Regions from separate parts of the Mus musculus genome. Here all the other regions are linked to region 1. The links are chromatin contacts, called in public Hi-C, HiChIP or PLAC-seq, Micro-C, capture Hi-C and promoter capture Hi-C maps. All regions are on one chromosome and are shown on one strand. The core of a region is the stretch at or near the end of the contact, and the rest is flanking DNA. Distances in the headings are between cores, read along the strand shown.

Region 1 (2,774 bases), core at 105-2,604:
CCTATTGTAACGGTTCCCGTGAGACGTTTTAAAAATAATATATTTGCAAAAACTTGAAACAACTTTCTGGCTAAACTGCTGTTTTATCCCACCCCAGATTATAACTGGGAGAGGAAATGTTCTTCTAGAGCAAATGTTACTCAGAACTGAGTCTGGCAACTTCAGGGATGCTTTCTTGAAGCAAATCCGTAGGCTTGTCTACCCGCCTGGCATTAAAAGTTTAAACTCCAGCTGAACAAAATCAAAACTGCTAAAACTGCAACATCAGGTACAGAGTAAAAGTAACTTTTTAGTGTAATAACGTTTTTCTAGGACATGGATGAAAGTATCTCAAACTGTTGCTTCATTTGTGCCTACAGGTTTTAAAGGCCCTGTCCTACAAAGTAGTACTTCATGTTGAAACTTATCCTCTTTAATCAAAGATGACACCGATAGTCATATTTCCTGTGGGGACGGGCGTGGTTGAAGGGACAGTTACATCCATGCCATCAATCTGTGTACGGAAAAGTCTGCAGGTCGCCTGTAGCCTGATTTATATTCGTGCTTGCTGACAGCACGGCCTATACTTCTGATTTCGACGATGTGAACTAAAATACCCGACACGCAATCAAGTAATGTCGTGTGTGCTCATTATTATTATTATTATTATTACTATTTTATTGCTCCACACTCGCGGATGTTTCAACTCAGGGCGAAGCTCCCCCAGGGAATGAGAACGACTTGGAGCGAGGCTGCAACAGGCAAGCCTAAAGGCAGTCAGGAAACTGGGGTCACTATCCTCCAAACCCCGGATACTCGCCCCTTCCAGCCCCAGGACCAGGAAAAGTGCAGCAAAGAACCGGGAAGGCTCACTGCACCGTGCCGCCGGCGGCAGGATTAGTTGGCGGGGCTCGGGAGAAAGCGGGTCCCCGAGGGCCAGGGCGCGGTGGGTCACCAGCAGCAGCCGCGCGACTCCAACTTGGCCTCGGCGCGGACCGCGGAACTTGGCCGCGCCGGCGCCCCCGGCCGCCCGCGGAGCACCGCCCCGACTTCCCGCCCAGCCGCGGCCGCCGCCCAGCCCCGCGCGGGTCCGAGTCCCGCCGCCGTCGCCGCGGCCGCCGCATGCGGTGGGGGAGGGGCCGCGCCACCTCAGCCCGACGGGTCGGGAGAACAAAGCGGCAGCGGCGGCGGCGGCGCGAACTTTTTTCGGTGTCTGCTCCGCGCTCCCTCCAGCGACTACTTACAGAGGCGGGCTCGGCTGTTCTGGAGAAAGTCGGCGCGCGCCAGCGTCCGCGTCCCGGAGCAGGAGCCAGCGAGGCTTCACGCGCCTCGCACGAACCCGCCCGCCCGCGCCCCTTCCTCCTGCCCTCCCTCCCGTCCCGTCTCGAGGCCGGAGGGCGGGGGGCCGGGGCGCGCGGGCGGGGGCGCGCGGCCCGCGCGGGGCCTGCCGGGAGCTGTAGTTCCCCGCCGCGCGCGGTTGGTGGGTCTGGCTCCGAGGGGGCGCGCGGAGGCTCTGCAAACCCGCAGAGGTCCCCACCGGGCGCTCGGAGCGCGGGCTTGAGCGCGACTGGAAGGACGCGCTGTACTCGAACCTCTCACTTTGCTGTCCCCCTAGGCGGGCGCTGGCAGTCGGTGACAAGAGGTGACCACCTGAACGCAGCGTCCAGAGTGGAGGACCCTCCTTTCCAAAGTTGTCCCTTTCGGCGTTCCCGGGGGCAGCTGTCACCCAACACCCAGAGCTACACAGACACAGTCCTTCACCGGCGCCACAGCAAAACTTGGAGACGCCGCTTGCACGTGCCTGTGTTTCCTCTTGTGCACCTTAACACTGGTGCGTTGCCCTCTCTACCAAAAGAGCGGTCGACAGTCATGGAACCTCAGAGAGAAGAAGCCCTGTGTGTTAAATTATAAATAGTTGATGAAAGAGAAACATCTGCGCGGTACAGTCACTGACACAAAAACTAGATAGTTCTTCCACGTCGACGTTTTATATCTTCAAAGTAAAATATATTGTCATAAAGGCCACTCGTCTGGATGCAGAAAGCGGGGTGGGGGGCAGCTTTTGAGAACATAGGGGAGAATTAATCTGGGTACAGAATCTGTAATATTAATGGATAGTCCTGGATTTGAAATAAGTGAGACCTCTCCCTGCCCCCCCAGGGATAGAAATGGGAGACCGAACCCACTCACAAGGTCACTGAAGAGCTAAAGCACTGACCATACTACTAGCTGCAGCCTCGTCTCCTAGGGAGTGAGGCTTTTAAAACAAAACTGTGTATAATCTTTTTCTACAGGGAGCGTTAAGGGGTGGGAGGACATTTCGGACATTTCTCTGGAATCGGAAACTGCCAACATCCACTAAAATCTAAATCTGATTACATCTTTGTTCTTAAAGTCTTACCCAGACACCACTCACACTAATGCAGGCAACCCTAACTAAACAAAAAAGGTGTCAAAGGAAAGGGCCCAGTTCAGAAGGGGCTCAATTGAGTAGGGTATGGGTTGTGAATATGATCAAAATGGTGGTGGTGGAGGGCAGGGAGCGAGGGAGGGAGGAGAGGGAGAGAGACAGAGACTCTTTAAATATATTTTGTGATTCTTTTACTTTAAGATTAAAAGCAGATTCATTCCAGTGTACCCTCTTCTTAAGCGTTCCCTTGCCTAACTGCTCTCTTCTTTCTTTCTTTCTTTCTTTCTTTCTTTCTTTCTTTCTTTCTTTCTTTCTTTCTTTCTTTCTTTCTTTCTTTCTTTCTTTCTTTCTTTCTTTCTTTCTTTCTTTCTTTCTTTCTCTCTTT
Region 2 (2,774 bases), core at 142-2,641, 880 kb after region 1:
AGTGTCTGTGGTAAATATTTAATCAAAATGTTTTAAATTTTATCCAGTAAAGCCTTTATCAGATTGTGGAAAAGGAAATACAAAAGCGATCTCATACCCGGTGTGTTTACTCTACGCTTATCTTGACCTCAGGTATCTAACCCTAAGCCCTTACGATTTCTAAGCCTTTGAAAAACTTTTCCGCCTTTAACCATCGCAACTCTCAATAAGGACTTCGTGCGTTCAATTCGCACCACGGTGAAAGATCAAATGCTACACTCCTAAAAATAGGGGTGCTGTGAGTGAGAGCAACACACAACACCGCGCTGCCAACGCAACTGCGTCTTCGACGGGGTAGGGGCGCCATGTACACACACATACAGTAGGAGCTCACATTCAGCAAAACCCAGGAACGACGGGATCAGGTGACTTCAAACCAGACACTCTCAGCCTGAAGCGAATGACTCGCAGCCCCAGGGCTCCTAACCCCAGTCTGACAACCGGAGCCAACACTTGCAACCCTGGCCAATCCACGCACAACTCGTGCGAATGGGTTCGGCGGAGCCAAGAGCTGGTGAAGCTGAAGCTGAGCCCGGGCCCCAGCCCTGGCCTGCGGACTGCGGCTCCCATCGGGAAGGAAGGGTGTGTGAGTGTGTGTGGTGTGTGTGTGGAGAGAGCTCTGCGACCTGGCAGCCAGGTGCCAGCGGTTCCCGCGTCCACCGCCACCGCGGGGCCCAGCGCGTCCCGCTCGTCCCTCCCTTCCCGGCCCGCGTCAGGCACCCAGGGCAGTGAGTGCCCGCCGGGTGACCGATCCCGTACCGCCCGCCGACCTCCGCGCGTCCCGGCCCCGTGGCCCCGGCTCAAGGCCGCCCCCTTGGGTCGGGGCGGACACCGCGGCGGCCACGCGGCGGCGGCGGGCAGGGGGCCGGGCTGCCCGTTCCCCCGGCAGCTGGGAGAGCCGAGGCCCGCGGGCCGCCCTCTCAGGCCGCGCGGCGGAGCGTGGGGCGCGGCTGCCGCTAGGCCCTGCGAGCGAGCGAACGAGCGTGCGAGCGAACGGGCGGCCGCGGCGGCCAGAGCCGAGCCGAGCCCAGCCAGCCGCGGTCTTCGACCCCAGCGGGCGACCGGTGCCCGCCAGCCCGAACGGCCGCAGCCTCCCCGACTCCCGGCCCCCCGTGGCCTCGGCCCCTCCGGCCCGTACCTAGGGAGGTCGTAGACGAGACGTGGTTAACTCCGACGCTCGAGTCGCTGGTCTGTCGCCGGCGCCTCAGCCCCTGCTGCGGCTGCTGCCTTCGCGCTGCCTCGTCCCCCTCCGCCATCTTGTACCGATTTAAAATTAACTCCCCACTGACGTCAAACGCCGCCGCCGCTTTATCAACCTCCCGGGAGCCGGCGGGGCGGCCTGCGGGTCCTAGCGCCGCCCTCTGACTTGCGCGGCCCAGACACGCCCAGCCACGCCCATCAGCGCCCTCGCTCCTCCTCCGCCCGGGCCAACCTGCCGCGGAGCTCCGCAGCTCTCAGACTTCTAAGGAAGAGTTGGGGAACCCCCACTGCGGCCGGCGCCATCCCGTCCCTACCTTCCCGCTCTCGGGGCCACACCCCCTTGCCGCAGGGCGGAGAAGGCATCTCCAGTCCCTCCTTTCCCAATTCTCTTCGCATCTCTAACGTTGACTCTGCACGTGAGGTTACATTCGCATCCTTTCCCTCCTAGCTTTCTTACCCCCAGCCCTCTTCCCTGCGAAGCCAGTGCCTGGCTTCTCCTGATATCTTGGCCCTACACAGAAAGGTTTTCTCTTTCCACCACTATCCTACAATTTGTTTGCATTGGCTCCCCATCGCCTTCTGAGGCTACTTTACCCTCTCAACTATGCATATCTGAAACCCAAAAAAATACCGCTCTGATCAGAGAAGGAATTCTAATACATCCTCTCCTAACTGTGATGAACCTTCTTCTGGGGATCCACTGGCATCATGTAGAAAGTTCGAGAAACTTTATAACAGATACGTCAACCTGTGGAGGCAGCTGTGGAACACAGTTCTTAGTCTCATGAATTTGTACCACAACCATGGCTGCAGGAGAAAATCCTTTTCTCTTGAAAAAGTGGGAGCCCAGGTGTCCAAATGATTGTCTTACCCCAACCTCTTAAGCCTATACTTTGCAACCTTTAATTCCACAAAACCTCTAGAAAAAAACCGTTAGTGTCATCAAACTTTGGAGGGCATCATTCCAGATGGGCTTTGGTTGAACTGTCTGGGGATTAAGTCACCTGTTCTCTATCTTTGGAGACACAGATTGTGAGTTCCTTCTGCACTAACTCTGTGTGCTGCTCCCATGTTTCCTGAGCAACCTAGTAAGGGACTTGCTTGATAGTAGGTGTGCTTGCTTGCTTGCTTTTCTTTTCTTTCCTTTCCTTTTCTTTTCTTTTCTTTTCTTTTCTTTTCTTTTTTCTTCTCTTTTTGTTTGGTGGTGGTGGTTTTTCAAGACATAGTTTCTCTGTATAAACCTCTGTATAAGCCTTGGCTATCCTGGAACCCATTTTACAGACAAGGCTGGCCTCAAATTCACAGAGCTTGCCTACCCCTGCCTCTTGAGCGCTGGGATTAAAGGCATGGACCCCCACGCCTGACCTTAGATTTTCTTTCATAATCTCTCTCTGTGATAACTATTGGAGATTGTACACTCCGCGGTGTGCAGGTGCTTGGGCATGAAAGAAGATGTCAAGATGAGGATTTTTGCCTTCAAAGACCAAAATCCCATTTATTGTCAGTGGTTACATGACACTGAGCACACCCTATCA
Region 3 (2,774 bases), core at 169-2,668, 840 kb after region 1:
GCCAGTGCTACAAACCCCTATTGCTTGGGTTTTCTAAATTAAATATTGTTACTGAGTGATGGTGGCAGCACACGCCTTTAATCCCTGCACTCAGGCAGCAGAGGCAGACAGATCTCTAAGCTTAAGGACAGCCTGGTCTACAGTATGAGGTCCAGGGCAGCCATGGCTACACGGAGAAACCCTGTCTCAATAAAACATTAATTAATTATGGGGATTTTTAGTTCAAATAATCAAGAACTATCAGAGAAACCAAATAGAAAACTAGGTAGCTGTTTAATTATTTAGTATCTTTGTTTTGTTTTTGGTTAAGCAATCATGTGATTGATTTTAATTACCAACATTATTCAATAACTTTCCCCTAAAACTTTCTTACTTTTGATCTTAGGAGTAGGAACGTTTGCCTGAATGTGCACGGGTGCACCACACACCCCAGCAGCACTTGGTGTTTTAAAAATGAGGACACAGTGGGTAGGAAGTAGGGGATCGAGAAAACAGGATCAAGAATACTGTATGAAAACAGTTACCTGAGAAAAAGGAAAACTCAGAGCACAAAGCTGGGTGGGTAGGAGAGGGGTGGGTCTGGGAGAGTTGGGATGAAATCCTCAGAGAACTAATGAAAAGGCTGTTCTGCGATGAAAGCAGGGGTGGCTCTGACGTAACTTCATCCTTTACATCTAAGGCAAAGTCTATCATCTTACAGCTTAGTATCTAAGTAAGAAGAAATGCAGCCAGCTCTATCGTCTAATCCATTTTCCTTCCATCAAGTCTCTTCCTCGGTGGCTGCACAAAGGTAGGATTTTATGAACTGACAACACGCACGCTCACCTGCACAGAGCTGGTCATAGTGCTCAGAGCAAACACTGTCGCACAGTCTTTAATGGTTGACTGGCTATCAAAGGCACCCTGGGTATCCATTAGCAGCACAGCCACCTAGGAATTCGTTAAATTTAAAATACTTAGTAAAAGAATCACCAAAAATGCCTACAAAAATCATACATTAATAAAGTTCAAAGCAGTAATTAAGTCAAGAAAAGTATTTACATACCATTGTACATTTTAACATATTAATCATTAATAGTTTTGTGTTCTTTTAAATTTTAATACCAGAAAATTGCTCAAGAAAAGAATACAGGAGAAAATAGCAAAGTATAAGTAGAATTTTACTTTTGTTCCATTAGGTCTGTCAATCACAAACACTTCATTCCAAACTTGTATGCCTGTTGTTTCTCTTTCGCAACCACCTCGCCACGTAAAGCCAGTCAAGGGTTCATTGTTTCCACCAATCCAGCTTTGAGAATCCTGTTAAAAATCAAAGAGAAATGTAAAACAAACACAACTCACCCATTTCATAGCTCATAAAGGAGAAGAAGCCAACACCCAGAGAGAGAACACCCAGTCTAGCATTATGCAAACAGTCCTGTGCAGAGTGCTAGGAGCAGTCTCCTCCAATCAGCCTTTGTCACACAGATCGCAGCCTCCACTTAACCTGGCCATCTAGGTAAATGGGCTTATGTGCGCCTACTCCTCCTCTTCTGGCAAGCTTTTCTGTGTTTAAAGATGATAAAATATGGAAGCTACTTTAATATCTTGTTGTATAGAAGAGTAAAACCACGTCCCAGACAGCAGGCAGGACAGTGACCCTCGCCTAGAACAGTGTATACAAAAACACCTCCCACTGCTGGGACTGTCTCCTAGAACTTGTTTGGAACCCGATTCAAGCAAACTGGTTTAAGGGGTAAGGGGTAGGGGGTGGTTTTTAATGAAACAAACAGATATCTGGACTCCTTATGCAATAATGTTAAATGGATATAAACATTTTTCTTTTATTTAAGATATGTTTTCATACACTATATTTATTCTGAACAGGGTTTCTCTGCCAAATTTCCTCCCAGAGCTTCTCCACCACCCGATATCCAACTCCATGGCTTTTCTCTCTCTAGAAAACAAACAAGCAAATAAAAACGACAAAAGAAAGAAAGAAAGAGAGAGGGGGGGAGGAGGGAGGGAGGGAGGGAAGTAAGGAGGGAGGGAGGGGGAAGAGGGGAGGGAGGGAGGGAGGGAGGGAGGGAGGGAGGGAGGGAGGGAGGGAGGGAAAGAAAGAAAGAAAGAAAGAAAGAAAGAAAGAAAGAAAGAAAGAAAGAAAGAAAGAAAGAAAGAAAGAAAGAGGAAAAGGAAAAGGGAAGGAAAGTTAAGGAGGAAAAGAAAAAACAGGAAAAGCACACAAAATGACACTTTTTTGTGCACAAAAAATAGAACTGAGTCTTTAGCTACTAGATGTCTAAATATTTATGGTGAAAAATATGCATCTTCCTGGCAACTGCTTTAAAACAGTCCAAGAAACACATACACAAAGAAATAGATAAAACGAGACCACAGGTCTACAGGAGCATGGCAGTCCATAACACTGTCTGTATTTCTGTAATGAAACCTCTACCTAAGAAGCCCAAGGCGCTGGGTTTGGTCCTCATCACCAGGAAAAGCAGGGAGGGGGCAGGGCTATCTTATAACTCAAGCCACAGAGCTACAACTACTATAACTATACAGTATGGAGCTGGGGTACAGTGCAGTGGGAAAGTACTCACCTATACACAAGTCTTACATTCAATGCCCACTACCATAAATAATATTTATAAATACTGTTAATATACCACAACATAATTGGTCTAGAATACTAAATATGTGATGTCAATGACTAATTGCCATGTCAAGATGCCTACACTTTAAAGTCTACATATTATTCTCAATTTAAAGCATCTCAAAAGAAAATATTTCTT
Region 4 (2,774 bases), core at 77-2,576, 820 kb after region 1:
TGAATTAGAACATTATATGGAGTCAGAGCTGGGACAACCATGTGGGTCCGTTCCAAGGACCAGAATCCAACAAGGCAAGAAGAGCTGGAAAGAAAGACCCTGAAGAGATCATCTGGGCCTCAGAACTGTTTTCCCCAAACTCCAATTGCACTTCTGGATCCCTGATTTTATTCTGTCATTGGACATCTAGAGATTGTGTCTGGGCATTATACAGATTCTTCTTTGCATTGTTTCTTAAGGGGAATTATAGTAGACTAGGATCCCCTCTTTAAAAGAGCTCCTCCAGCAACTACACCAGGAAAAATCTTTACTTTGGATGAAATGACCCAGAATTGTCCCTGTCTAAAAGAACCACAGAGACAAAAATGGAGAAGAGACTGAGGGAAAGGAGGTCCAGTGACAGCCCACCTGGGGATCCACCTCATGGGAAGGCACTAAGGCCTGACACTGTTACTGATGCTCTGGTGTGCTTACAGACAGGAGCCTAGCGTGGCTGTCCTCTGAGAGGCCCAACCAGCAACTGACTGAGACAGACCCAGATACTTACCCAACCGCTGGGCTGAACTTGGGGATCCCTATGGTTGAATTAAGGGAAGGATTAAAGGAGCAGATGAGGAGGGCAACCCCCTAGGAAGACCAGCAGTCTCAACTCACCTGGACCCCTGAGAGTGCCCAGACACTGAACCACCAACCATGCAGCAAACATGAGCTGGCCTGAGGCCCCCAGCACTATATAACAGAGGACTGCCTGGTCTGGCCTCAGTGGGAGAAGTACTGAGTCCTCAAGAGACTTGAGACTCCAGGGAGTAGGGAGGCCTGGTGGTGGGGGAGCATCCTGTCAGGCACAGGGGGGAGGAGGAATGGGGTGAGGAATTGTGGGAGGGGGCACCATGACGGGGGGGGGGGAGCAACAGCTGGACTGTAAGTAAATAAGTAATTTTTAAAATAAATAAATTAGAAATATATGTTTTCTGCCAGGCAGTGGTGACGCATGCCTTTAAACCCAGCACTTGGGAGGCAGAGGCAGGCAGATCTCTGAGTTCAAGGCCAGCCTGGTCTACAGAGTGAGTTCCAGGACAGCCAGGGCTACACAGAGAAACCCTGTCTCAAAAAACAAAAACAAAAACAGAAAAAAGAAAAAAGAAAAAAGAAATACATGTTTTCTGATCTGATGTCAGAACAATTAAAATCAAATAAATAACAAGCACAAATACAAAGCCAGATTCTAGTTTCTCTCCAAAGCTGAACAAAGGTACAATCTACTATATGGAAAAGGCTAGGCGACAGTGAATAATTTCATAAGCAGGCTTCGTCTGTCCTCTGCTGGGCTCGAGGTGAATTACAGCCCTTGCTACAACCAGAAAGGAATGGTGAGGTTTGGCTGGTTAGCGGCCTCCTAAGCAGGAAAGCAAAGGCTCAAAGGAATGGTTCTCAACCTTCCTGATGCTGTGACCCTTTGATGTTGTGGTAACCCTCCAACCATAAAATTATTTTTGTTGTTACTTCATAATTGTAATTTTGCTACTGCTATATAAATCATAATGTAAGTATTTGTGTTTTCCGGTGGCCTTAGGTAACCTCTGTGAAAGTCTTTCAACACCCCCACCGAGGAGAATTCGACCCACAGGTTGCTACCCTAACGAGGAGTCATGGACATGTGGCTCACTAATGTGTCCCCCCACACACATGTAGCTTAGTGTCTGTGTTACATTTAATATATGTTCTGGGTGAATGAGTGAACAAGAAAGACATGCTTCCAACTCGGAGCAGGTGTGGAATTGTGAACCAAAAAAAGGAGGGGGAAGGGGAGGGGAAGGAGGGGGGGAGGAGGGAGGAGGAGGAAGAAGGAAAGAAGTTAGGAAGGTAGGAAGGAATAGGAAGGAAGGAAGGAAGGAAGGAAGGAAGGAAGGAAGGAAGGAAGGAAGGAAGGAAGGAAGGGAAAAACAGAAAGACAAACATATTTTACAATGTTGTTATTCATACATGCTTAGAAATAACCTGGTGCAGCCCAAGAAGAAGGAAGACTAAAGTGTGGATGCTTCAGTGCTTCTTAGAAGGGAAAACAAAATACTCACAGGAAGAAATATGGAGACAAAGTGTGGAGCAGAGACTAAAGGAAAGGCTATCCAGAGACTGCCCCACCTGAGGATCCATCCCATATACAGTCACCAAACCTGGACGCAATTATGGATGCCAGGAAGTGCTTGCTGACAGAAGCCTAATATGGCTGTCTCCTGAGAGACTCTGCCAGAGCCTGACAAATACAGAGGTGGATGCGCGCAGCCAACCATTGGACCAAACTAGAGGTCCCTGATAGACGAGTTGGAGAAGGGACTGAAGGAGCTGAGGGGGTTTGCAGCCCCATGGAGGGAGCAGCAGTGTCAACCAGCCAGACCCCCTAGAGCTCCCAGGGACTGGACTACCAACCAAAGAGTACACATGGAGGGACCCATGGCACCGGCCACATATGTAGCAGAGGATGGCCTTATTGGCATCAGTGGGAGGAGAGGCCCTTGGGCCTGAGGGTGCTCGATGCCCCAGTGGAGGGGAATGCCAGGGCGGGAAGATGGGATTTGGCGGGTGTGTGAGGGAGCACAAAGAGGCAGGGGAGGGGGATGGAGTAGGGGGTTTCAGAAGGGGAGACCTGGAAAGGGGAAAACATTTGAAATGCAAATAAAGAAAATATCCACTAAAAAGGGGGGAAAGGAAAAATAATAACCTGGTGCCCATCAGGCACGCGCTGTCACCTAAACACCAATCAGGAACAATCTTCA
Region 5 (2,774 bases), core at 178-2,677, 590 kb after region 1:
GGATTAAAGGCGTGCGCCGCCACGCCCGGCTACTTCCTTAAACTCTTTATCCTTTCATGCATAAACTTTTTTTTTTTTTAATTATATGTAAGTACACTGTAGCTGTCCTCAGACACTCCAGAAGAGGGAGTCAGATCTCATTACGGATGGTTGTGAGCCACCATGTGGTTGCTGGGATTTGAACTTCGGACCTTCGGAAGAGCAGTCGAGTGCTCTTACCTGCTGAGCCATCTCACCAGCCCTCGTGCATAAACTTTTAAAGCACAAATGAACCCCGAGGGACAAGGAATGTGTCCAATAGCTTCTCAAGGGAAAGAGATCAAGGTTGGTGGATTTACCAAGACTAGTATAACCCAGTATGAAAGGAACACCATGTAAGAAGAGATGCCGGGTGGTTTGTTTACAGAGGAGAATGACTAGAGACCGGTCCTGTGAGGGTGTGCTGGGCCATGTCTCCAGCTCCAGCATGCTGTGCTTTTAGTAAAATGGCAGAAGCTAGGTTGTAATAAACTTGATTTCACACTAGGAAGTAAAAATTCTATAATGTGAAATTGTTTTCTTCAATTTCCTTCAGTAAAGAATAGTATATTGTACAATCAATCAACCCTGATTCTTTTTACAGCGGTTTGGTTCTTATGTTTTTGATAAACAGGGGTGCATCCATTTTTAATTCTATTCAGTTCATTGATGGGAACTTTAGTAATTAAGACTGTTCTCAGCCGGGCAGTGGTGACGCACGCCTTTAGTCCCAGCACTTGGGAGGCAGAGGCAGGCGGATTTCTGAGTTCCAGGCCAGCCTTGTCTACAGAGTGAGTTCCAGGACAACCAGGGCTATATAGAGAAACCCTATATTGACCCTCCCCCCAAAAGACTGTTCTCATCAAGTCAAAAGTTTAAGTCAACCATGCTCCAAGTGAGAGCTTTACAGAGGGGCATTTAAGCAGTTTTTTAAAAGTTTGACAGAATTATCATTACACAATCTGCAGAGCGTGATGCTGTGCAAACCTTCAACACCAGCCACCTGAATCCAAGAAGACTGGTTTTGAACTGAAAGCAACTCAAAACAGCAGGGGACAAAGAGGCTGGGAATTTGGTTCATAGAACATCAAAGTGAGTTGAAGTCAGGAAAACCAGATGATGGTGCAAGAAGTCTGCGTTTGACTGAAGGAAGGTTAAAAGTTGTGCCGTGGGGGTGGAGGTGAGCTAAGGGCGGGGAGGCCTTGGAAGCCATCGGTGGCAGGGATGGCCCAGTGGATGCGCCGGGTGGAGGGGGGCAGTTGCCTCCGAGGCGGCCTGCGGGGCGCTCTGCGGGGCTCAGCTTTCCGGGTCGAGAGAAGCAGGCCCGGAGCCCGGGGCTGAGCAGTGCTGGCGGCCGGAGGAGGCGGGAGCCCCGGGCCGCTAGCGGCTCCTCCCCCGGCGCCTCCGTTATCTGGGTCAGACACGAAGGCCACCACGCAGGACCTTGGGACCCGCAGGCTGCACAGGGTTCCACTCGGCCATCCTCTCCTGGCTCGCCCGCTCGCCCGCGGGTCCCGGTTCCCTGGCTCCAGCCCCAGAGAAGCCTGCGCAACGACTCCGGGTGCGTACCTAGCCAGGGAAGGGGTACCTGGGCGGGCTGGGCTCGGCAGCCCGGGTCCGACGGGCGGTGGGGCGTGTGGAAGAAGGCGGCGGCACTTCCGGCGGCTGCTCCACTTCCGGGTCGCGGCCTGCCGCCTGGTGACCTGGGGCTGCGGGCACTCCTGGCACCATCCTAGAGGAGCCTGCGCCCTGGAGAGGTGGCTTCCTGACCCCCGAGCCCAGGCGACCACCGGAGGCGGGCACCGCGCCTCTGCTCCTGCCTCAGGCTCGCGCCAACCTTGTTCTCTTTGCGTGCCCCCCAACTAAAAAAGAAAAAAATTTTGATTGTCTGCCCTTTTTTATACAAACATGGAAACTAGACTAACAGCACTACTACTAACATTTGCAAATAAGTTGAATACTAAAAGGCTCCAAATTTAAATTATAGATGAGGAAATGCATGAAAGTCTGATGGAGTGTTAGAATTCAATGGTAAAGTACTTGCATCGCTGAATACATGATAGCCCCAAGAACTCCGTCCGAATGTTGCCTTCCGAAGCTTGAAACTTAAAGCTGATTTGTAAGGCATGTTGCTTGACCCTCTTGGTCGTTTTCGTTCCTCTTGTTTATGGGTTCGAGCTCTTTATGCCTTCCCCTTATCCCAAGGACCAGCTGATGAATTCGTATGAATGTTTCTTAGGAGCTCGTTCTAAACATTCAAGTTACTTTAAGAACATTAATGTCTAGAGGTAAAACTAAGACATGAACGCAATGTTTTCTTTTAAAAGCATTGTGTGTCCTAGTTCCCTTGGAAGTCAACATTTCATTGTTTCACTAGGTGACTCGCTGCTAATAACCTTTGGTTGTGTACTGTATTAATTTTAGGTCATTTATGCAAACATAATAGCTATCCTTTTTCATCGTAAGTGATTTATAACTGGAAGTTTGTAAACTAATAATGTTTTGCTTCCAAAATGCAAACTTGCATCTTAAAATGAGTTGTAAAGTCTGCTCAATAAATTTTAGTTGCCTTATCTGTACTCAGGACAAGAGTATACTACTATAGTCAAGAGTCTAAAAACAATTTAAGTAATTTTATACAACCTTTTAAAGTACACCGTAGGCAAGCAGATTCTGATTTCCAACTTTTATAGTTTTCCTTGTTCATCCGTGTCATATTTCCGATTATTGACACAAAAGCACACTCCAAGTTACTT
Region 6 (2,774 bases), core at 138-2,637, 580 kb after region 1:
TCTTTGGAAAGTCAGTTCTATGGTTATTGTTAGGGCAAACACGTGAAGGAATGTTTAGCTGAAGCAGATGTAGGAGAAAAGATGTTCTGTTAAAACAAACTTATGAAAGAACATGTGATGGAAGATTCCTTGTTAACAATACACACACACGTATGTATGTATGTATGTATGTATGTATGTATGTATGTATATTGTTAACAGCAGACATCATAGTCTTCCTCAGAGTTCTGAGGTACTGTGGTAAGCACATGGTAGGTGTTTGATGGCAATCACAGGTCATTAGATTTGAAACAAACTTGTTTAAGTCATGTGCATCACTCTTCATCCCTATACTCCATGAAGGTCCCAGGAATCACATTATCCAATATAAAATTTTTCATAAAAAAAAATCAGAGCGTGTCATACGAATGATATTCTGTAGGATGGGTATGGGTTTCCAACTCTTTCTCACCAGCATAAGAAAATGCCTGACTAAAAACAGTTTAAGATGGGGAGGATTTGTATGGCCCATCGTTTCACTGGTTTGCTCAGTTCTTGGCTTTGTTGATTCCGGGTATATGGTAAGACAGAATATCATGGTTGCAGGGCTGTGTGTAGAATCTTCTTCACTTGATGGTGGACTAGAGGCAGACACAGGGAGAGAGTGCCCCAAGATGGCACGTCCCTGAGAACCACGCTACATCCTATCTGCTAAGATGTCCACTACCCTAGAAAGTGTGCCACCAGCTGAGTGCCAAGCATGCAAACCATGAGTATTTGGGAGACATTCAAACCATAACACTGTGACTCTAAATGTGAGGATGACTTAAAATAAGAGATTAAAATAAACTTCAGCAGTTATGTTACCTCGTCTCCTTTTAAGCTGCTAGGATGTGTTTTATTGATATTGGCAATGATCAACATTTTAAGCCAGGTAGTCCGTGCCTTGTACAATGGCTTCCCTAGACATCAGAATTTGTTCAGCCACATGCTTGACCTCTAGTTGCTCATATTAGTAGACCTCTTCTGTTATGATAAATATATATACCTCTAGAAATTGTGAAATGTTCTTAGGGGCAAGAGGAAAAATTGCCACTGGGTTAAGAATCACACTTAAGGTTTATTAAAGCTTCAATCATAGTCGGGGATAATAAAAAACAATTTCTACTACTACATGGGATTTTGTTTTGCTTTGTTAGTTTACTCAACAACTAATTACTCCACAAATACTACACACAATATTCAGTATACATGTGGAGAACACACTGAGGAGACAGAGGGCTTGTTCTCAGGAGCTTCCCTTATACGGGGAGCCAAATGAAAGAGACAAGTATGCAGCGGATCACCAGCAGAGGAGGAAGTCCAGGGACAGGAAGATAAGAGGGAGGTAAGAGCAGACTGGACACATCTGTCACAGAGTCCAGCCTTCAGTGAGTCAGAGGACTACCATGGGCAAAAAGAAAAGAGGTTCCAGATCTCTCTTGGCAAGTTGGTGGAAGATTTCATAGTATTTTCATATGGTGGATTTTAATAATCTCAATGCATCAAGTGTGTTCCTTTTTCTTCCTATACAATTGATACATTTATCTTAGTCATTGTCATAAAGTTCTAAACAATGTTGTGAAAGAAAAGAAAATCAATATTCTATTTCTATGATGTCAAAAGATGCCCCGTCATTCTGAAGTCCGATATGATGTTAAAGAAAAATTTTAGTTTTCAGGAAAAGAATAATTTATGCCAAGTTAAGTTCTAGCTCTCGGGCAGGGAAGAGCAAACACAGGCATTGAGGTCAGGGTTCACAACAGCACAGTGTGTGATTTGTCTGGAATGCTCTGCAGGCAGGAATTTCCTTGTCATCCCTAGAGGTAGCAAAGCATGAGGCAGGGGACATGCCTATGTTGTGACACTAATTAAACATAAATCATTGAGAGGCTTAATCTCAGCTCAACTTAACTTCCCCCCACCCACCTCATTTTTTTTTCTTCTCAGTTCATTAAACTTGAAATAATACACAATTAGTCTTCTGACACCTACCACAAGATAAATTAATCCTCAGACAGCTGAGTTAAGCACGACGTGAAAAGTTAAATAAAAGGGAGTGTCCCCGAGGATCAGGGCGAGATATTTCACATCTTAAAGTCCAGACAACTGTTCAGAGAGTTATAGGCTCTGGCTTCACTTCTCTGCACATTTTTTTTTTCTTTTCTGGTCTGAGCCATAAGCTGTCTCAGGGAGGAAAAATTTTAACAGTTGGATTTTTGGATGGGGAAAGCAATAATATAACGTTTGAGAATTCTATCTTTTTTTTAATTAATCCATTGCATGTTTAGTTGAGTGCTATGTGACATTTCAACACATCCTGTGATGATCTCATAAGGGTAATTTGCATACTCATCAATGTGTGACTTGTTTTTGAGTCACTGTGACTATCCTGGGATTACTGTGGCTGTGATGAAACACCATGACCAAAGGCAACTTAGGGAGGAGAGGGTTCACTTTGCTCACACTTCTATATAACAGCTCACCATCAAAAGAATTAAGGAAAGAAATTCATAGACAGAAGGAACCTGGAGGCAGGAGTTGATGCAGAGGCCATGGAGGGGTGCATGGCTTGCTCAGCTTGTTTTCTTATAGAACTCAGGACCACCAGCCCAGGGATGGCACCACCCACAGTGGGTGGGGCTCTCCCTACTATTCATTAATTTTTTAAAAATGCCTTACAGCCAGATCTTTTTAAAAATTAATATTTTATTTATTTACATTTCAAATGTTATTCCCTTTCCTGGTCATTCCCT
Region 7 (2,774 bases), core at 76-2,575, 550 kb after region 1:
TTTTATACCATTTGTGTGTGTGTGTGTGTGTGTGTTTTGTTCTGATGGTTTTTTTAATGGCTAAAAAAGAAGAGATTGGTATATACAGGGAAATGTTTGTATCTTTTGACAATCAGCAGTGCCATCTACTGTCAAGTACTAAAATTAGGAAGTAGCAACTTGTCATTGAATATCTGGGTTTAGGAAGGGAAAAGCAATTTCATGATCTGGGACTTATTAATAAATATAGATTCTTAGTCATGGTTTTATTTTGTATTATATCCTTAAGCAACCTGTATAGTCATATAGTCATATAGTCATTCGTAATTATGTAATGTTGCAGACCTCCACCTTTGGAAGCAGTATTAATTAAAATAAAAATAAACTCAGGGAACAGCTCAATAGCTACACATTTTCTCTTAGGCACAGCCTTCACATCTGTAAGACTTGAACAATTATACTTAGGAAGTGGTTTTGCTAACTAAACAATGGGTAAAATTTACTTCCAAAGCAAGCATAACAAAAACTTCTAGAGTAATATGGTGTCTGCTTGGGAGGATGGTAGATGCCAGACTATGCCAGGAGCCTTCTTCTCAGCCATCTGAGAGATGGATAGTCTCTAAGATGGCAGGTGCCAATGCCAGGATGATGTAGCTAAGCTAAGGCTGGGAGTAGGTCCAGTTATTCACCTGGTTCCACAGTTATTCTCATCTCATACGTTACATCACAAAACAGGACTCAGAATACCCACCTCATAAATCCCAGGGCATGCTCACCTCAGGTCCTCCAACGAAGACTTGCTTTTTACATGTTAGTATGAATTCTGACCTTTGTACTTGGATAAGTGAACCATATTGCAGATTTGGTCTAAGTTTGCTTACTTGTGTTATTAAAAGAATAAGTCCGGGAATCCTCTAAAATAGTTCATCAAGGCAGAGAAGAGAGGCAGGGGCCAGAGGCAGCTGGTGACATTGCATCTTCAGCCAGGAAACACAGACAGCTGGACATTGGTCCTCATGTCCTGTTCTCCGTCATATTCATTCAGAGCCAGGCCCATGGGAGGATGGTGCCCTCAGTTAGAGCCGGTCTTCCCACTTCAATTAACCTAGTCCAGAAGCTCCCTCGTAGGCACAGGCAGACTTTTAGTATCATGTGATTCTAAGTCCCATCAAATGGACAATGGAGATTTGTGATCACAGGGTAGACAGGTGTGAGACTTTCTTCATCATAAAGGGTCATGGCTGACACTTCTGTACCAACAGCAAACAGGCTTAAAGAAAGGAAGCACCAAATGTCTATTTAATAAAATATGGGGGGTGGAAGCTTTGATAATGAAACTCAAGGACTCAGGAAAAAATGTTTTTTCTTCCTCCTCCTCTTCCTCTTTCCCCACTTCCTCTTTCTCCTCCTACTCCTCCTGCTCCCCTCCCCCTCCTTTTCCTTCCCCCTCTTCTTCTCTGCTCCTCTTCCTTCTCCTCCTCCTTTTCTTCTTCTTCTTTGCTTCCTCCAGGTATTGGAGTCAGTTGTGTGTAAATCTGATTGGAGAACAGAATATAATCTGACACCAGTAGACTGATATCAAGTAGGCAGCCAGCAAAAAAGGTCTGTCCTGATCCTTCTTGGCCTAGCATGAAGCACCCTTTCCTCTTGGGTAATCAGAGTCTGCAAGGAAGAGGAGAAAGAAAATTACCTTTCCAGATGTTATGACTTGCTTTAGAGGACAACAACCCCAATTCCTGTGACTTGATTTAGGCGAGAGGATTTGGAGACAGTAGAGCAGGAGAGAGTCATAGAGACTGTCCCTCTAAGTCTAAGGCCTCCTAGTGTCCTTCAGTAGTTTATAATCCTCATCATGCCAAAACACCATAACGAGAGGCACTGCTTTCTCAGCCCTAACACTCCTACGTGCCAGGTAGAAAGTGTTCTAGGTATGAATGGTAAAACAAAGAAAAAGAGAGAAAAGCCCACCACTGTGGCTTTTGGAGTCAGTGAGGGTACCCAAGTGGTAGCAAGGAATCTACCAAATAAGCTAATAAGAACTGCCATAGAAAAACAGCAAAGCTTAGATACCAAGAAGGACAGGCTCAGAATAATCTCTGTGGACCAATGAGCAAGGAGCTGATGACATGAGGGGGGCATGTTCTGGCAAGAATTCTCTCAGAAAGAGGGAGAAAGCATCAGGGTGCCCCATCACAGAGGTACATTTGGCTCAACAAACACCAAGAGGCAGTCCTTTCATTGTGAGTTGTCATATCTGAGAGTTTGTTTGTTTGTTTCCTTTAGGGTGCTCCATGATCCTACAACTTAAGGTACATGTAAGTGCTGGCCATGTCTGTGCATATAGACATACAGACATGATAGACAAACAGTCTGGTTTTACAGTGTGCCTCAGAACATGTAAAGAAAAGTAGCCAAAATAAAGTTGTCTGTGGCAAGGCCATTTCTATATTTATGACAATATGATTTATATTGTTTGAAAATATAACTGGATTTCCAGGCTGAACTGCAGGACCCTACTTAATATCTAAAGAGATGGACTGTGGGCATTTGTAACAGAATACACTGACAAACCAGTATATAGCATGAAGTTCTAAATTCCATTTTTGCTCAGACATTCTATTGCTCTAGGATATATTAAAGAGCAAAGGGAAAATACATTACCTGTATTAGGAGTTGAATGAGCCTTTGTGGGTTGACCTGGAGACCCAACACATACTTATAATATTCTCTCTGTAGGGAAAAAAATGAGTTCTGGGTTTGAAATGCTACACTTACAGACCATTTAGAAACCAAAG

What was found. Promoter capture Hi-C pulls out the DNA fragments that hold promoters and counts their contacts. Hi-C and Micro-C count contacts between places; a contact is called where the count stands out from the background. HiChIP or PLAC-seq counts read pairs in DNA pulled down with a chosen protein or histone mark. Capture Hi-C pulls out chosen DNA fragments and counts their contacts.
Region 2: a contact with region 1 is called in a capture Hi-C map of macrophages, with 4 times the contacts expected there. The contact joins the promoter of Atl2 here to the promoter of Prkd3 in region 1. A contact is called at or near these places in 3 of 39 promoter capture datasets (the 3T3-L1 cell line, embryonic stem cells and pre-B cells), 1 of 484 Hi-C or Micro-C datasets (embryonic stem cells), 3 of 115 datasets of contacts at active chromatin or transcription factors (bone marrow-derived macrophages, embryonic midbrain and kidney) and 3 of 9 other capture datasets (adipose tissue, liver and macrophages).
Region 3: a promoter capture Hi-C map of liver shows a contact between it and region 1, with 4 times the contacts expected there. The contact joins the enhancer-like site here to the promoter of Prkd3 in region 1. A contact is called at or near these places in 11 of 39 promoter capture datasets (the 3T3-L1 cell line, 3T3-L1-derived adipocytes, the HPC-7 cell line and 7 more), 1 of 115 datasets of contacts at active chromatin or transcription factors (embryonic stem cells) and 1 of 9 other capture datasets (adipose tissue).
Region 4: a contact with region 1 is called in a promoter capture Hi-C map of hippocampal neurons, with 3 times the contacts expected there. The contact joins the enhancer-like site here to the promoter of Prkd3 in region 1. A contact is called at or near these places in 16 of 39 promoter capture datasets (the 3T3-L1 cell line, 3T3-L1-derived adipocytes, the C10 cell line and 11 more) and 3 of 9 other capture datasets (adipose tissue, liver and macrophages).
Region 5: a Micro-C map of embryonic stem cells shows a contact between it and region 1, with 4 times the contacts expected there. The contact joins the promoter of Rmdn2 here to the promoter of Prkd3 in region 1. A contact is called at or near these places in 15 of 39 promoter capture datasets (the C10 cell line, the SN4741 cell line, cranial neural crest and 9 more), 4 of 484 Hi-C or Micro-C datasets (bone marrow-derived macrophages and embryonic stem cells), 4 of 115 datasets of contacts at active chromatin or transcription factors (acute myeloid leukemia, bone marrow-derived macrophages, embryonic stem cells and 1 more) and 3 of 9 other capture datasets (adipose tissue, embryonic stem cells and macrophages).
Region 6: a contact with region 1 is called in an H3K4me3 HiChIP or PLAC-seq map of bone marrow-derived macrophages, with 6 times the contacts expected there. The contact joins the enhancer-like site here to the promoter of Prkd3 in region 1. A contact is called at or near these places in 21 of 39 promoter capture datasets (the 3T3-L1 cell line, 3T3-L1-derived adipocytes, the C10 cell line and 13 more), 2 of 15 datasets of contacts at CTCF or cohesin (the NIH/3T3 cell line and pro-B cells), 3 of 484 Hi-C or Micro-C datasets (bone marrow-derived macrophages, embryonic stem cells and nephron progenitors), 4 of 115 datasets of contacts at active chromatin or transcription factors (bone marrow-derived macrophages, embryonic hindbrain, fibro-adipogenic progenitors and 1 more) and 1 of 9 other capture datasets (adipose tissue).
Region 7: a contact with region 1 is called in a Hi-C map of bone marrow-derived macrophages, with 15 read pairs. The contact joins the enhancer-like site here to the promoter of Prkd3 in region 1. A contact is called at or near these places in 24 of 39 promoter capture datasets (the 3T3-L1 cell line, 3T3-L1-derived adipocytes, the C10 cell line and 15 more), 2 of 15 datasets of contacts at CTCF or cohesin (the NIH/3T3 cell line and pro-B cells), 6 of 484 Hi-C or Micro-C datasets (the HPC-7 cell line, bone marrow-derived macrophages, embryonic fibroblasts and 3 more), 7 of 115 datasets of contacts at active chromatin or transcription factors (bone marrow-derived macrophages, embryonic basal ganglia, embryonic hindbrain and 4 more) and 3 of 9 other capture datasets (adipose tissue, liver and macrophages).

What each region holds. Positions count from the first base shown.
Region 1 is chr17:79,019,462-79,022,235 of GRCm38.p6, forward strand. Prkd3 (protein kinase D3) reads right to left here and starts at 1,355. Exons shown (of 19, transcript NM_001171004.1): 1 at 1,224-1,355.
Region 2 is chr17:79,894,732-79,897,505 of GRCm38.p6, forward strand. Atl2 (atlastin GTPase 2) reads right to left here and starts at 1,392. Exons shown (of 13, transcript NM_019717.3): 1 at 1,178-1,392. The coding sequence starts at 1,295. It also overlaps a transcript of Gm41625 not described here.
Region 3 is chr17:79,863,878-79,866,651 of GRCm38.p6, forward strand. It overlaps Atl2 (atlastin GTPase 2), which reads right to left. Exons shown (of 13, transcript NM_019717.3): 3 at 1,165-1,299; 4 at 826-930. Among named protein-coding and RNA genes, the nearest start is that of Atl2, 31 kb to the right of the region's middle. Within about 2 kb of position 1,419, at least 11 of the 459 cell types and tissues checked have an H3K27ac peak or open chromatin away from gene starts, as enhancers often do. A contact at or near this core is called in liver, where this site is marked.
Region 4 is chr17:79,839,720-79,842,493 of GRCm38.p6, forward strand. No RefSeq gene overlaps it. Among named protein-coding and RNA genes, the nearest start is that of Atl2, 55 kb to the right of the region's middle. Within about 2 kb of position 1,327, at least 3 of the 459 cell types and tissues checked have an H3K27ac peak or open chromatin away from gene starts, as enhancers often do.
Region 5 is chr17:79,613,790-79,616,563 of GRCm38.p6, forward strand. Rmdn2 (regulator of microtubule dynamics 2) reads left to right here and starts at 1,428. Exons shown (of 11, transcript NM_001368314.1): 1 at 1,428-1,579.
Region 6 is chr17:79,596,989-79,599,762 of GRCm38.p6, forward strand. It overlaps a transcript of Rmdn2 not described here. Among named protein-coding and RNA genes, the nearest start is that of Rmdn2, 17 kb to the right of the region's middle. Within about 2 kb of position 1,388, at least 66 of the 459 cell types and tissues checked have an H3K27ac peak or open chromatin away from gene starts, as enhancers often do. A contact at or near this core is called in 3T3-L1-derived adipocytes, the NIH/3T3 cell line, adipose tissue and 3 more, where this site is marked.
Region 7 is chr17:79,568,491-79,571,264 of GRCm38.p6, forward strand. No RefSeq gene overlaps it. Among named protein-coding and RNA genes, the nearest start is that of Rmdn2, 45 kb to the right of the region's middle. Within about 2 kb of position 1,326, at least 1 of the 459 cell types and tissues checked has an H3K27ac peak or open chromatin away from gene starts, as enhancers often do. A contact at or near this core is called in bone marrow-derived macrophages, where this site is marked.